Regions from separate parts of the Sus scrofa genome. Here regions 1 and 3 are each linked to region 2. The links are chromatin contacts, called in public Hi-C and promoter capture Hi-C maps. All regions are on one chromosome and are shown on one strand. Each heading gives the region's core, a stretch centred on a gene start, on an enhancer-like site or on the middle of the called end of the contact. The rest is flanking DNA. Distances are from core to core; before and after follow the strand shown. Region 1 holds the start of DDX27 (probable ATP-dependent RNA helicase DDX27). Region 2 holds the start of CSE1L (chromosome segregation 1 like). Region 3 holds the start of ZNFX1 (NFX1-type zinc finger-containing protein 1).

Region 1 (2,700 bases), core at 133-2,632, 160 kb before region 2:
TCTTAGGGCCTCACCCATGGCATATGGAGGTTCACAGGCTGGGGGTCTAATCAGAGCTGTAGCTGCTGGCCTATGCCAGAGCCACAGCAATGCCAGATCCAAGCCGCATCTGCGACCTACACCACAGCTCACAGCAATGCCGGGTCGTCAACCCACTGAGAAAGGCCAGGGATTGAACCCGCAACCTCATGGTTCCTAGTCGGATTTGTATTCACTGCGCCACGATGGGAACTCCTAAGTCAAGCGATTTATGAGTTATATTGAATATTCTTAAACCAATGGACTCTGAAACCCACTGTCCAACCTTAACAGCCCATGGCCTAGAACTGCCTATCACTTCTTGTTTTTCTTTTTATGGCTTCACCCTCAACATATGGAAATTCCCAGGCCAGGGACTGAATCCGAGCTACAGCTATGGCAGCGACCTATGTATGTATGCCTCACGTGCAGCAAGGCCAGATCCATTAACCACTGCACCAGGCAGGGATCACCAGCACCGCCAGAGACAAGCCAGATCATTAACCCATGCACCACAGTGGGAACTCAAGTCTCACCTTCTTCTTGAGCTGGCTCATGACATCAGCCATGGCCCAGCTGCCATCATACATCCCCTCCTTCTCAGTGAAAACAAAGTCGGGGTTGAAATCAGCACTGCGATTCTTCTGCAAGGCTTTCTGCTTTCTACCCAGCACAATGGGCCCCTGGGAAGAGGGAAAAGCAGGATGACTATGGGACCAAGAACAAAGAACACTAGAAAAAGAAGGAAAGGCGGGTACCCAATAAGGGAACAGAAATATACAAGGCAGAAACTGACAGGTGACAAGAAACAGATGAAGCTACCATTTTCATGGGAGATTTTAACACAGCTCAGCAACGGATAGATCAAGCAGACAAAAAATGAATAAGCACGTAGCAAATTTGGACAGCACAATTAATAAGCTTCATTCCAATGACATACAGTGTCTGGATTATTCAGTGAATGGCTACTGAGTTTAACAAGGCACACGGAATGGCAGGGGCACAAGCTTAGAGGCGAGGAAGAGCTAGTAGCAAGCAAACAGGAAAATCTGGGGATTCAGGTGAGACCAAGGGACACCTGCCGGCTTGGCAGGAGATGCTGAGGACTCGGGGGCAGTGACTTGAGGCATCACAGGGAAGGGAAGCAGTCAAGGACACCGAATGCACGCCACCGCCCTCCCACCTCGATCGGCTCATACCTCCTCCTCCTCGTCTTCGGAGTCCGTCTCTGGCTCCACTGGCACCTCGTCATCTTCGCCTATCGTCCCGATTAAACCCAGCTCCGCAAGCATGTTGCCGAAACAGCCACTTCCGGAAGCCGGCCCGGCGCGTTGTCTGGCTCTCAAATTTCCGCGACTTCCGCATCGTCACCGCGCGTGTCCTTACGTCACTTCCGTTTGGAGGCCGTCCCCGCAGCGCCTGCTTTCCTGAAGGCTTGCAGTGCGCCTGCGGCAACCTGCGGCGTTGTTTCGTGTGACGAAATCAAGGGGCGGGGTTGTTTTTATACAAATTCCATTATTTTGGCGCTCCCAAAACGCTGGGACAGTCGGAAGAGTGCAGGTGGTGCGGAGAAGAAAGTTTAAAGAGGTGCGTGGATAAGCTCCGTATATTTATGCCCATAAAATTGTGGAAGAAAATACAATAAATGTTTGGTAGAGGTTGTCTCTGAGTGGTAATTATGTTATTTTTATTTTTGTCTTAGATTTTTCCACAATGAACATTTATTTTCATAAGAACAAAAAAAGACAAAAGTAAAAATAACTAATGCTTATATAACATTTACTCTGCGCCAGGTGTTGCAAAATGCTTTTGTTGTTGGCTGCAGCGTGCAGCGGCTTGATGTGGGATCTCAGTTCGCAGACCAGTAGCAGTGAAGCTCTGAGTCCTGACTGCTGTACCACCAGGGAACTCCCGATATATTAACTGATTTAATTCTCACGCAGTCCTAGCAGAAAGTATCAGTACTCTCATCATTTTATAGATGAAGAAAGTGAGGCACAGAAAGGTTCCCAAGGTCCCAGAGCCAGTTAATTACAGAGCCAAGATGATAACTGAGACCATGGCTCCAGAGTCCTTAGGAAAGTAGGTCTCACAGCTTATCAGGAACTTTTCCTCTCTTTTCTCCTTGTGGAAAAACAGATTCTTAAAGTTCCCTAAACACCACCTCCTACATGAAGTCTTCCTGGTCTACCCATCTTCCTTCATAGCTGTTAGCTCCTTCCATGTCAGTACTTCCTTTTTGCAACTGAGTTGCAGTTTGTGCCACACAAGTAGATTAAGTTGATTTTGTGTGTGTGTGTGCCATTTTAACTATTTTTAAGCATGCAGTTCATTGTCATTAACTACATTCACAATGTTGCGCAACCATCACTGCTGTATGTTTCCAAAACTTTTTCATGAGTGCAAGCAGAAACCCTGTTAACTATTAAGCAATAACTCCCCATTCTTCTTTCTCCCCATTCCTTGGTAACCCCTAACTTACTTTCCGTCTCTATGGATTTGCCTGTTCTAGATATTTCATGTCAGCTGAATTTTACAGTATATGTCCTTTTGTGTCTGGCTTATACTTAGCATAGTGTTTTCAAAGTTCATCCATGTTGTATGTGTCAGAAATTCATTATGGCTGATTAATGTTCTGTTGCATGGATATACCACATTTTGTTTATCCATTCATCCGTCAAT
Region 2 (2,700 bases), core at 85-2,584:
CCAGGTCCTTGCTTTTTTACACCCTAGCAGTTGAGAAAGGCAATAAACAAGTAAATTTTAAGTGATTCTACGTAAGTGATTTACGAAGTAAAACTAGGATGATGTGATAAAAGAGCTGAAGGAAAGAGACCCTTTGAGAGGTTGGTCAAAGAAGGCCTAAGGTGAGGGAAATATGAAGGACAGGGAAGCAGCCTTGCAAAGACCTGATGTTGGTACTTTTCGAACAAACAAAAGGCACGTCCAAACGCTTTACGGAGGACATGAGCTTGCAACATTTAAAAAAAACAAAGGTCAGCAGTACTGCTTCAGTGAATACTACTTCAGAAGAGATGGGTGGAAGAGGCGGACAACGAAACGGCACTTCAGACGGGACTTTGTAAACTGCGGTAATACTCAGTGGATCCTCGCAGTCACTTTACGAGGTGGATGTTTTCAACCCCACTTTGTAGATAAAGTGGAGACTTGGAGAGATGAAGTGACTGGCTCTAAGTTACATTCCTGGGGTGAAGCTAAATCTGGAACGAACCCAGGCTTTCTCATTCCAAAGCTGAATTCCACGCTCCGAACTACCACACGATCGCTTTTCCTCAAGAGGCGGACCCCACGTTACAGGGCAGGTGCTCAGAACCCCGGTGCACCCACTACAATCTAATCCTCACGAGCAACTCAGCAAAGTGAGATCACGATGCCTATTTTACAGTCATGGAGACTGAGGCACAGGGAGGTGGAGCTCCACCGCCTCCTTAATCAGAAAGTGAGAACAGAGGAAGAGGCGGTCAGGGCGGAGGCCAGCACTCCAGCCCAGCAGCCGCACAGGCCTTGCCGCCGCACTCCGCTCACGTTGCGGGGTGGCCGGGAGCGCTGAGAATGGACACGCAGGCGCAACCAATGAGAGGCGGACTTCCCGAGCGGCGTGGCCAATCAGCGCAGCGCTGGAGGGGAAGGGGCGGGCACTGGATACGCTCGCGGTAGGTCGCGCCTGGGTTGCCCTGGCCCCTCGCAGGCCCGGGTACCGCCGAGCCTGGGCCTCAGACCTGGAACGCCACGAGGGGATGGGAGACCGTTCGGCAGATGCAAAAACCTTACCCGAGGGTGCCGCCCGGGACAGAGGCCTATATCCTGCTCTCTCCAGGAGGTGCGGTCCTTACTACCCAGCGTTCGGAAGTGCTGGGAGCACCTCATTCCTCCCTCAGCCGGTTCCCAAGAGGCCACCGTGCCAGGCCGTGCACGCCCGCGCCTTACCTCGTGGGGATACGGGAACGGAGAAGGGAATCTCAGCCGCGGACGGCAGCCAGCACTACCCACTCCTACTGCCGCTCCACCTCACATTCAAACCCCGGCAAAATGGCGCGGCAGCGAGGCTGCGGCCGGGGCGCATGCGTGAGCAGGGCCGAGGCAGGGGGCGGGGCCAAGCGCTCCCGGCCCCACCCAGGCTGGAAAGGCCAATCTCTGCCCCGCTCTGGGTTTGCTGACGTCATAGTGGACAATGCTCTTTGGCTCTGACCGCTCTAAGGGGCATCACAATCCCCATTCGGAACTGAGCAGATTCTGCGAGTGACCATTTTTGATATCAGGCACCTAGCAGTGAAACTGACAGTACTAACGGCCTGAACCTAGCCAGAACGAACTGGGACTTGAACCCAAGTGTCAGGACTCAAACCCAGCCTAAACCCAGATTGGGACTTAAAACCCACAGTTTTAAATTAGAATCACTCACCCTGTGTCTGTACTTACTGAGGTTCTTCATACCTCCTCGCAGAAGAAATTCAGGGAGAGACAAAGTGACAGGCAAGAAGTAGATTTATTAAGACAGGAAGCTTGTGAGAGGTGCAAGCGGGCAGGCACGGAACCTCTGCCCCTGAGGATCCGGTGGACTATAGTTTTATCATCCAAGGGGAGTGGAGGTTGGAAAAGCCCACGTCTTCCTGTCTGGGAGTAGTAGCCCCTCCTTAGTATCCAGTAAGGTGTGTATTCAAATCAGCAGAAGGGTGGTCCTCAAACTCCTGCTCTTGGTCTGAATCTGAATGCAGGCCTAAACCCATCCCTCATCCAACGACCTGAGGCAATTCTCACGCCTCCACTAATCAAGCAAGCCTGCCTTGTGCTGATGGCTTTCTTGGTCAGTTATTAACTTACACTTATCTCCCAATGTACCCTAAGTTTCCCTCTTTAACTATGGTCCTTTATCCGGACTTCTACAACTACCTGTACCTACTCCATCCCTATCAGTAGGTCTCATATAATTGTTGAACAAATTGCCCAAGGTCATATTCAAAGCGTCTTAGACAGAAAGAGAACTTTCTGCCCCCTCATAGAGCTTATGTTTTAGAGGGAGAAATGGAATCAGCAAGTAAGATAATTCTGGAGTTCCCTGGTTGCTTAGCGGTTAAGGGCCACTACTGTGGCTCGGGAACTTCTGCATGCCCCAAGCACGGCCAAAAAACAAAGATCATTTCAAATTTGATTAGTGCTCTGAAAGGAGGATTTAAAAACAGATTGATATGGGAGGCGGTGACATGGAAGGGCAATGGGATAGCCAGAGGAGACCTCTGAACAAATGACAATTGACCTGAATTTCAACAAGGAAACAAGCTGTGGATCAGCCTGCAGAGCATTCTAGAAGGAGGGGATGCCAATAGCAAAGACTGAGGCAGAACTGGGCTAGGCTGGGGCTTAAAAAAAAGTGGAGCCATGGCAGGA
Region 3 (2,700 bases), core at 42-2,541, 210 kb before region 2:
GGACATGAATCTTTTTTTTTTTTTGTCTTTTGTCTTTTTGTCTGTTGTTGTTGTTGCTATTTCTTGGGCCGCTCCCGCGGCATATGGAGGTTCCCAGGCTAGGGGTTGAATCGGAGCTGTAGCCACCGGCCTACGCCAGAGCCACAGCAACGCGGGATCCGAGCCGTGTCTGCAACCTACACCACAGCTCACGGCAACGCCAGATCATTAACCCACTGAGCAAGGGCAGGGACCGAACCCGCAACCTCATGGTTCCTAGTCGGATTCGTTAACCACTGCGCCACGACGGGAACTCCTGGACATGAATCTTTAACCCACTCCTCAACTGATAGCAAAGGGATGTGAGGAATGGTGACTTAATCTTGCAGGAAGAAAAGGGCAAAAAAACCATGGCGAGGACTGATGACATAGGTAACTGGGTAAGGCCAATAGGACAAAACCACATCCTTCTGGACCCCACGTAGGTAACCTCCACCTTTGTGCTTATTTGCTGTCCTTAACTTCCCTTTTTCTCTCCAAGGTCATCTATCAAACTAAAGTTCTTTAAAACACGCATTTCCTACAACGGGCCAAAATACAAACGCTTACCCCAGAGATCAGGAGACTGAAGATTGTGGATGTCTATACATGGTTGCCTTAGAGGCCCAGCAGGAGTCGTCTTCTCCGAGATCCATCCTGCAGTCTCTGATCATGCAAACCTGCGAACAAAGCAAGGTCATCAATCGCCATCTTTCCAGAGTTAGGAAAAAAAGAACGTGGCAGGGCCTTTTGTGGCTAGTGTATCAGAATTAACTGGCAAGTACTCAAAAACATCAGCATTGTCGATCTGATGGGGAAAAAAGTAAAGTCATCATTTACACCAGCCACGGGCTCCACCCACAGGCCCGAGCACATGGAGCGAGTTTCTCCAGCTTTAATTTATCTCCCTTAGTGGGCCTATGACCTATATCAAAACAAGGGGGACCCAAGAAGAGGACGGCAAAAGCAACCACACAAAGACAAAGATACCTTTATCTCACTCACCACATGGAGTAGCACACCCACGTTCCCAGGGTAGAACGCCATCAGAAGAGGAACAGAGAGACAAAGGTTCCGACGAGCGCCGCAGAAGCGAAAGAACGCGAAACACTCGAGCCTCGCTTAAATAGCCTGAGGAGACTCTCACGCCTGCGCACTGGAGTCAAAGTGCTTCCTCCCCCTCCTTTCCGCGACGCGCAGCACCCTCTGGGAAATGTAGTCTCCGCGCGGCCCTGCCGGAGGCAAGTCTACTGGAGGTCGAGACCGCTCTAGCCCCGCCCCTTCTCTGCATACACGAGGCCACTCGGGCTGGTCGGCCTCGCCGCCATGTCGCGCTTCACACGCAACAAGCCGTCCGCCGGCTCCCCCCTCCTTCTGGGACCGTTGAGGCTTGCGACGGCCTTGGTTGCTGTTAACCCGCCTCCTGCAGTCCCCTCCCCTCAGCGGCTCCCGGCGGAGCCCACGGGCCCCGCCGCCTGGGGGAGCTGAGGCGACGCCCGAGCGTCTGCCTGCCCCTGCCCCGCCTGAGGGCGGGGGCGCCGGCTGGGCCAGGGCCAGGGCCCCTCCTTCTCGTGTTCCTCCTCCGGGCCGGCCCCCAGCTCCGCCGAGTGTCTGGGGAGAAAGGAAACCGAAAGTGCGAGGCTCCGGGCGGGGCCGCGGACCATCCAGGGCCCGAGTCCGAGCGCCAGTCCGCGGCGGCAGTGGTGGAGTGCGGACGTATCGGAGCTGGGTGAGTGACCCCTGCCCCGAGCCCTGGCCCCACACTTGCTCCGGGTCCCCGGCGGCCGCGCCACCCTGCCACTGTCGCCACTTTTGCCCTGGCGCCCGCCTCAGCGCTCCCGCCGCCGCCTCAGCCCCCGCGTCCCCATCACCCTCTTCGGCACCCGTCACCCCCTCTCAGCCCTCATCACTTCTCAGCGTCCCCTCTATCCACTTGAGTACCTGTCCCCTGTCCTCAGCGCCCCTCAGCACCCCATCCCCTCCTCATTGCCCATCGCCTCCATCACCCGTCTCTGTCCCGCCTCGGCACCCCTGGTACCCCCGCAGCGCCCCCTTCACCTCCTCTGCCCCCAGAGCCCTCCTCCGCTCTCTTCATCTAGTTTTTCTGTTCCCCCCATCTCGGCTCTCACTTTTTGTCACAGCACCCTCTTCGTCTTCCTTCATCCTCCCGTCGCCTCATTCATCCCTCATCCCCCATCTTCTAGAAGCACCCTCCGCTCCCATCCCTATTTCCAGGTCCCCCCTCACTTCAGCAAGCAACCCCTAGTTGAGTTCAGCCCCACACTTTTCTTGAGGCCCCCAGATCTCCTCCACTCTCCCCCACCTCTCTGCCGCTCTCCTCTTCAGCCTTGCCTTGGCACCTTCTTCATGTCCCCACACAGCCCTGGCTCTCCCTTGACCCTAAAATATCATTATCAGGACCTACTGGGCTCCTGGGTGCCAGAGACTCCTCCATTTTTTCTTAGACTCTCTCAGGACCCTGGAGACTTCCCCCTGAAACCCAGCTCTAACCTCTTTCATCTCACCCTGGTGATTAACATTCCTCTCTAATTTAACTCCTCTGCCAGCCTGACCATCACTGATTTTCTTCATCCTGCTCATTTAGGCCTTGATTCCCAAAGCAACCCACTCCAGTCTGCTTTTGTGTGTGTGTGTATAACATTTCCTGTTCCTCTCTGCTCC

Evidence for each region. Promoter capture Hi-C pulls out the DNA fragments that hold promoters and counts their contacts. Hi-C and Micro-C count contacts between places; a contact is called where the count stands out from the background.
Region 1: a contact with region 2 is called in a Hi-C map of epiblast stem cells, with 2.3 times the contacts expected there. The contact joins the promoter of DDX27 here to the promoter of CSE1L in region 2. A contact is called at or near these places in 1 of 5 promoter capture datasets (liver), 1 of 47 Hi-C or Micro-C datasets (epiblast stem cells) and 1 of 2 datasets of contacts at active chromatin or transcription factors (alveolar macrophages).
Region 3: a contact with region 2 is called in a promoter capture Hi-C map of fetal liver, with 4 times the contacts expected there. The contact joins the promoter of ZNFX1 here to the promoter of CSE1L in region 2. A contact is called at or near these places in 2 of 5 promoter capture datasets (fetal liver and liver) and 1 of 2 datasets of contacts at active chromatin or transcription factors (alveolar macrophages).

What each region holds. Positions count from the first base shown.
Region 1 is chr17:50,901,929-50,904,628 of Sscrofa11.1, reverse strand. It overlaps DDX27 (probable ATP-dependent RNA helicase DDX27), which reads right to left and starts at 1,382. Exons shown (of 21, transcript XM_021077494.1): 1 at 1,218-1,382; 2 at 555-701. The coding sequence starts at 1,310. STAU1 (double-stranded RNA-binding protein Staufen homolog 1) reads left to right here and starts at 1,474. Exons shown (of 13, transcript XR_002339895.1): 1 at 1,474-1,605.
Region 2 is chr17:50,743,590-50,746,289 of Sscrofa11.1, reverse strand. CSE1L (chromosome segregation 1 like) reads right to left here and starts at 1,334. Exons shown (of 25, transcript NM_001243215.1): 1 at 1,243-1,334.
Region 3 is chr17:50,957,313-50,960,012 of Sscrofa11.1, reverse strand. ZNFX1 (NFX1-type zinc finger-containing protein 1) reads left to right here and starts at 1,291. Exons shown (of 14, transcript XM_021077518.1): 1 at 1,291-1,747. LOC100627868 (a long non-coding RNA gene) reads right to left here and starts at 1,172. Exons shown (of 5, transcript XR_300503.3): 1 at 1,024-1,172; 2 at 589-698. LOC106506050 (a long non-coding RNA gene) reads left to right here. Exons shown (of 3, transcript XR_002339902.1): 3 at 521-612.